Linked DNA regions of Arachis hypogaea: region 2 is linked to region 1. Evidence: chromatin contacts called from public Hi-C data. All regions are on one chromosome and are shown on one strand. The core of a region is the stretch at or near the end of the contact, and the rest is flanking DNA. Distances in the headings are between cores, read along the strand shown. Region 1 holds the start of LOC112779795. Region 2 has its middle 24 kb from the start of LOC112780008.

Region 1 (2,962 bases), core at 420-2,919:
AAACTGATCATCCACAGGTGAGAATGAAGTTTGCATGCCCCTGCCGCTACTGGGGAATTGAATATAAATTAATAAGGTTTAGATCACTTCTATATACCTAAAGATTCCTATGATGCATAGTTACCTTTAATTTGAAAATATACTTTTGCAAAGTCGATCATTTACATCACAAACAGTGAAATTGCCGCTTTGCTTAAGCAAGGGGATGACATCAAATATATTAGAAGTCGCATGTTTGGTAGAAGATATACTTAGTAGTTAGTACCAATTATATGGTACGGTATGAAAATATTTATGACATAAACTCTAGAGTTGAATATTATAAGTTTATGTATGTCATGATTTAAGTTAAAAAGGGAAAAAAAGGATGAGACTCTTAATTAGATGACCTTGCTTAACAAATGTCTCATAATAATACTACCCATTAAGTTAGTTTGGGTTTCAATTAAATCTATCAAGTCTAATATCAAAAGTAGGTAGATTATGAATCAAAATCGTTCTTTCAAGTACAAAGGTACGATTATAATAAACAAACGTTACCTAATAATATCAATTTATATACGTTTCAGTCTTTGGCTCCAACTTGGCCATGCAACATAAACAAAAACCCTTCGCCGAAGTAACAATAATATAATAGTCATTATAGCAAGTTTAACAAAAATATTTAAGAGACAATAAAAAATTAATTTAAAACAATTTAAAATTATTTTTTGTTATTTTTTAATTATTATTTATTTTATTTTATATTTTTTAATTACTATCGAAATAATGAAACAATATTAAATATATAATTATATAGGTTACATATAAAAGTTATTACTAAAAATAAGAAAGTGCTAATTCATTAGCCTATTTACTCAAAAATCAATATTCAAAAATAGCATACATATCATACACATAATAATGAAAATGGTCCCAACCAAAACAACATGTCAAAGTTAAGTTGAAATGAAAAAATTTCCTTTTCAAAAAAGTTCAAGAACTAGTTATTTTAATTTATATTGACCAACCCTTTTAATTAGCAATTCAATATTTTTAGTCTAGCAGAGTAATATCATATATTAATTAATATTTTTAAATATTATTAACTAATTAAAAATAATAAATTATGTTAGCCATATTACATTGCCTTTTTCCTTTTGAATAGACTAAAACGATAGACACAGATAAGTCTATGTCTCCGGGACCAAGAGCAATAAACGGTACAGTTTTTCACAAGAGAGCTCTTGAGAATTCGAACTTCCACTTTTACTCTCTTTTGGAGTAAAAGTAGAGAATTATTTGATCATAGGGGTAATTAATTATAATAATTAAGTAAGGTGTTGATGGAGAAGGTTGGTAGCTATAGCAGTAAGAAGAGTGAGAGGAATAGGTACCTTGATCATGGCAGGGACCCAAAAGCGTCTAGCATGAGTATTGATTCCAATAATGGTGGAAGAAGGCTGTGTCCGAACCTTATGCCATAACCATACATGATAACCAATTGTTATCATAAATCCTAATGGCACCAATATCACATCCAAGTAATATTTCTTCCATTCCATCTTAATCTTCTTCTGATTTTCTTCTTGTGCTTAGGTTTCTCTCTCTTAATAAGAAGAGATATATCCTCGCTGATTCTTTCTCACTTACACAAGAATATAGGTTTCGTCATGATTTTGGGCTTAGTGGCTGCATTTATAAAGGCAAATATGTGTTAATAAATAAATAAATAAGTTAGAAAATTAAAGTTGAAAAAATATATATTTAAAGTTAGTGGAGGTTTGATACTTTCTCCTGTTATTCAACATCTGTTAGAGTGATTCATTGTATTATTACTGTTAAAGAAAGTCAGAAAATAATTTCACACTTAATGTAAGTTATGGTATATAGGTTGAACTTTTGTTTGGCCACAGGAAAAATAGGATTTAAATTCTCTAAATTTTGAATTTTATTTTAAAGAGTAAAATTTGATCTCTCACAATATTAATTAAGACGAGAGATTTGTTTTGGTATATTTATTTATATTAAGATATATGAGAAAATATATATAACTAATTTTTAATTAGTTAATATTAATTAATTTTAGGTTTAATATTTATATTTTAGAATGTAGTATTAAAATTTTATGATTTAAAATTTAAAATTTAAAATAAATAAAATATTTAAAAAAATAGTTAATATTAACTGAAAAAAGGTTAGTTCTCTAATATTATTCTTAAAATATTACTATTTATTATATTATTTATATATTGATCCATTTTAAAAAGATAAAACATATTTTTTGTTTTTGAATTTTATTAAAAAATTTAAAAATATTCTTAAATATTTTTTATTTTAATTTTATCCTAAAAAATTTTTATTTACATTAAATACACTCTTAATAGTTAATTTTTCAACAAATTTGATGGATATTAGTGGTTTAGTGAAGGAAATTTAAATTTAGGCCTCTTTTAAGTTTGTTTGCTTTTTTTTTTTAATTGGATAGATCTTGTAGTGTCTCTTAAGTCACCTCGAGTTGAAAAATATGAGATACTTTTAATTTGTCTCTTGTCAATGGAGGAGGCAAAACATATATAATTGTGTGAAGGGATATATGCTTTGAAGTATTTCTGATTATGAAAAGTAGGAGGCAATTTCGTTTTGATAAGAAAACTAGAATTAAAACAGAGAAAAAAGTAACACAGCAATATATTCTGGTTCAGCTACCTTGTGCAATGTAGCCTACAGTTAGTTTGCATCACAACTATGATAGAATTTCACTATTTTTAACAAGTTACATTCACCAATTTTCTTAGGATTCAACCCGATCTTATCTGGGACAAACCCAGCTTCTACCCAAATCAGATTTGACTAGGAACTCAACCTAGATTTACAACTACTAAGGGTTCACCCAACTTAGCAAGGAATCCCCTCAGGATCATAATAACAAACAGAAGTACATATAAAGGATTTATGAAATAAATATTTGGATTTTTTCCAA
Region 2 (3,276 bases), core at 238-2,737, 340 kb after region 1:
ATTATAATTAGTGTTATATCTTGTTTCTAAAATTTTGTTTCGGTTTTTCTTATTTACAGGAGTGATGAAATGGTGACCATATGCTATCTTGAGGGCTCAAGAATATTTTGATGCATAGAGACACTAATCTATTTTAGAATTTTTATGTTTTGGTTGAACTTATGCAAGACATATAACTTGTAGAACTAATCAATGTACTCACCAATGTTATTTTGTTTGAAAACAATTTTAGCTAAAAGGATCTTGTTTGACTTATGTATGTTTTTGCATATTATATAGATGTAAATTTGCTTATTAAAATAGTTAATATATTAGTCAATTTAAAAAATAGTTTATTAAACTATGCATGCAATTTGTATTAAAAAAAGTTGTTACAAAATAATTAATTTTCTTTTGTAACTAAAGAAAAAAAATGTTACAAAATCATGTTACATTTTGTAACAAAATTTTTTGATAGGAAAAAATAAATTGTCACGAAAAATACCTTGAAGATCAAATTTTGTTACCACTTTTGTAACGGCTTCTGGTTTTTTGTATCAGAAAAAATTGTTACAAAACATCATATTGAATTGTAACAGTTCCATTTTTCGTTACAAAACTTTTTGTAACGGGACTTACTGCAACGGCCTCTTTTTTTTTGTTACAAAAAATTTTTGTTTCAAAATTTTGACATTTTGTAACAATTTTTTTTGTTACAAATACACTTTTTTCTTGTAGTGGAGGAAGACAGTGAGAAGTTAGGTTAATTTTGCCTTTGTAAAAATAGAAAGGGAAAGAGAATTAGGGATTTAGAAAAAAGTTAAGTTATCTTTAATTTGAAAATAGAATATTCTGTTAAATTAAACGTTTTTGTTACCATAAGGATTTAATTGAAAAAAAAATATTGGTTGAAGGACTCAATTGAAAAGAAAAAATGTATAAGAACCTAATTGAAAATTCAGTGAAATTATAAAAATCGACAGAGTAATTAAACCAATTTTTTATTATATTTTTTTGTTGTCTAACGTATCTTAATCAGACAAATATTAATCTAACGTGAATTTGAGTTTTACTTAAGAATTTGTCTATAATCAATAAATTATTATATGCACAAAATAAGATTTAAACATCCAACACTTATTTAAGAAAGTTAGTAACACTTCTCCATAATATGTGATTTTATAACTACTTTCCAACCAGGTGGATGTCAACACAACCACGATCGAGAGACAAGACTATGGTAAAGTAGAGGAGTAGTGACTTTTCTTTTTTTTTTTTTTTTTTTTAGTTAGTATCGATAATTCGGATGAAACTTTAGAGGTAAAGGGGATTTTAAATATATGAATAGAATTTAGTTACAAATTTTGATAGTAGACTTCTGAGAAAGCCAACAAAGAAGTGGGTAGAAATGCGGCCCCCTCGAAAAAAGAAAGCAAATAGAATAGTGCTGCAAAAGCTTAATGCTAAACTTAGTATATTGGCCCATTAATAACCATGTTGTATTTCAGGAATTAATTAACTATAATTAATTAATATATAGTACTGATATGATTTGCGTGTGGAATCCACAAGTGCCATATTATTATGCAAATATATATATACTAATAAAGTATGGTTTGTTAACATCATAGATAAATAAATAAATAAAGTATGGATTGGGTGGCTCCTTTTTGTTGTCAATATGATTCTAGAGGAGAGGATGCTGATCACATGCATTACATGTGATGAGTTATCATTCATTACTGGAATCAGATTAATTTATTAATACTAAGCATTTTGCTAAGGAGTTTTTTTTTTTTTTTACATTTTTTAAATAATATAAAAATAATTAATATATTTATATCAATAAAAGCTTAAATTTTTTTATATTTTCAATAAAAATTTTCTGTTTTTATATTTTTAACTAACAAGCTAGCTATCTTAACAAAATCCTAATAATAAAGCATTATTTGGATGTTCGGAATTCTATTCGGGACCCAACCATGAATGGAAGGGAAAGGGTGTGGACCTTCCCACCGTTACTCAATTAAGCTTTCAAGATTCTCTTCTTCCATCTTTCTCTAAGTCTATTATTCTAGCTCTTTCTCTCCTTTTCTCTGTCTTTTCTGTTTGTTTTTTTCTTTCTTTTTTTTTCCCGGAGCTAATAATTTGTGCCTATATATAATTCTATGCCTAGAAACTTTGACGGAAAAAATTCGGTGTTGGTTTTTTTAAGGTATTTGTTGGTTTTATTTGACCAAGGTAAAAAATAGATTTCGATGTCAATAGTATTAAACTGAAAAAAAAAAATTACAGTCAGATCAACAGCAACTTTGAAAAATTGAATATATCTTTTTCACCCAAAAAATATTAGAGAAATATTAGAGGGTAATATTTTTTATCAATATTAACCAATTTTTTGGATTAACATTTTATTTTTACATTATTAAGATTTCATATTTAATATTTAAGACTTAGAATTTAGTATTTAGGGTTTAGAATTGGATCAAAAATAATAAATTTTATTGATTATGTAGTATTGTTCAAAAAGTTATTTTAGTAAAACAGTAATAAACATGAAAGAAAAGAAGGGTGTGGCATATAGTTATATTTTTATAAGGAAGGAAGTGTAAGTTTTAAAATAAGTTGGAAAAAACATGTATTTTACTACTTCTTTTATTCCTTAAAATTTTTGTGGAGGGTGAGGATATGCACATGCTTTGTGGGACAAGAATGTAGAATTAAAGGTGACTATATATGCTGTATATATTGTTACATGTTAACTTTGTCAAGATTCATCAGAACATGGTTAAAAGAATCTGAAGTAGATAAAGATAAAAATCCTCATTTCATTCATCAAAAAATTATGATACATGAAAAGGTTACGTTATATATTGGCATCCTCTTTTTTATGATACAGCAAAATTAGTATTGTCGTTGTCAACTTGCTGTTTATGAGGAGCCATTTGTTGTTCATAATTAAAGAGAGAGGAAAAAATAAATTAATGAAGCACGTCAAAAAAAGAAAAAAAGAAATGCACACTATGTAGCTTTTCTTTTGTTTGACTGTTTCCATTAAATGACAAACAAATTCATCGGACTCAAAAAGACGATTATAAGCCTGTCTCCGGAATAAAATAAAAAGAGTAAACTATTAAAATAGTATCCAAAAATTTACAATTTTAATAAAAATAATTTTAAAAAATTTTAATGATAAATAAATTTTTAAAATATTTAAAAATACGATAAAATAAAATAAATATTAAATATATATTTTAAAAAAATTAGAAATAAGATTTTAATATAATTTTTTGTAAA

Evidence for each region. Hi-C and Micro-C count contacts between places; a contact is called where the count stands out from the background.
Region 2: a Hi-C map of an unstated tissue shows a contact between it and region 1, with 8 times the contacts expected there. The contact joins the enhancer-like site here to the promoter of LOC112779795 in region 1. A contact is called at or near these places in 4 of 8 Hi-C or Micro-C datasets (leaf and an unstated tissue).

Annotation. Positions count from the first base shown.
Region 1 is chr19:107,720,410-107,723,371 of arahy.Tifrunner.gnm2.J5K5, forward strand. It overlaps LOC112779795, which reads right to left and starts at 1,670. Exons shown (of 3, transcript XM_025824141.3): 1 at 1,377-1,670. The coding sequence starts at 1,544.
Region 2 is chr19:108,060,519-108,063,794 of arahy.Tifrunner.gnm2.J5K5, forward strand. No RefSeq gene overlaps it. Among protein-coding and RNA genes, the nearest start is that of LOC112780008, 24 kb to the right of the region's middle. Within about 2 kb of position 1,488, at least 2 of the 3 cell types and tissues checked have open chromatin away from gene starts, as enhancers often do.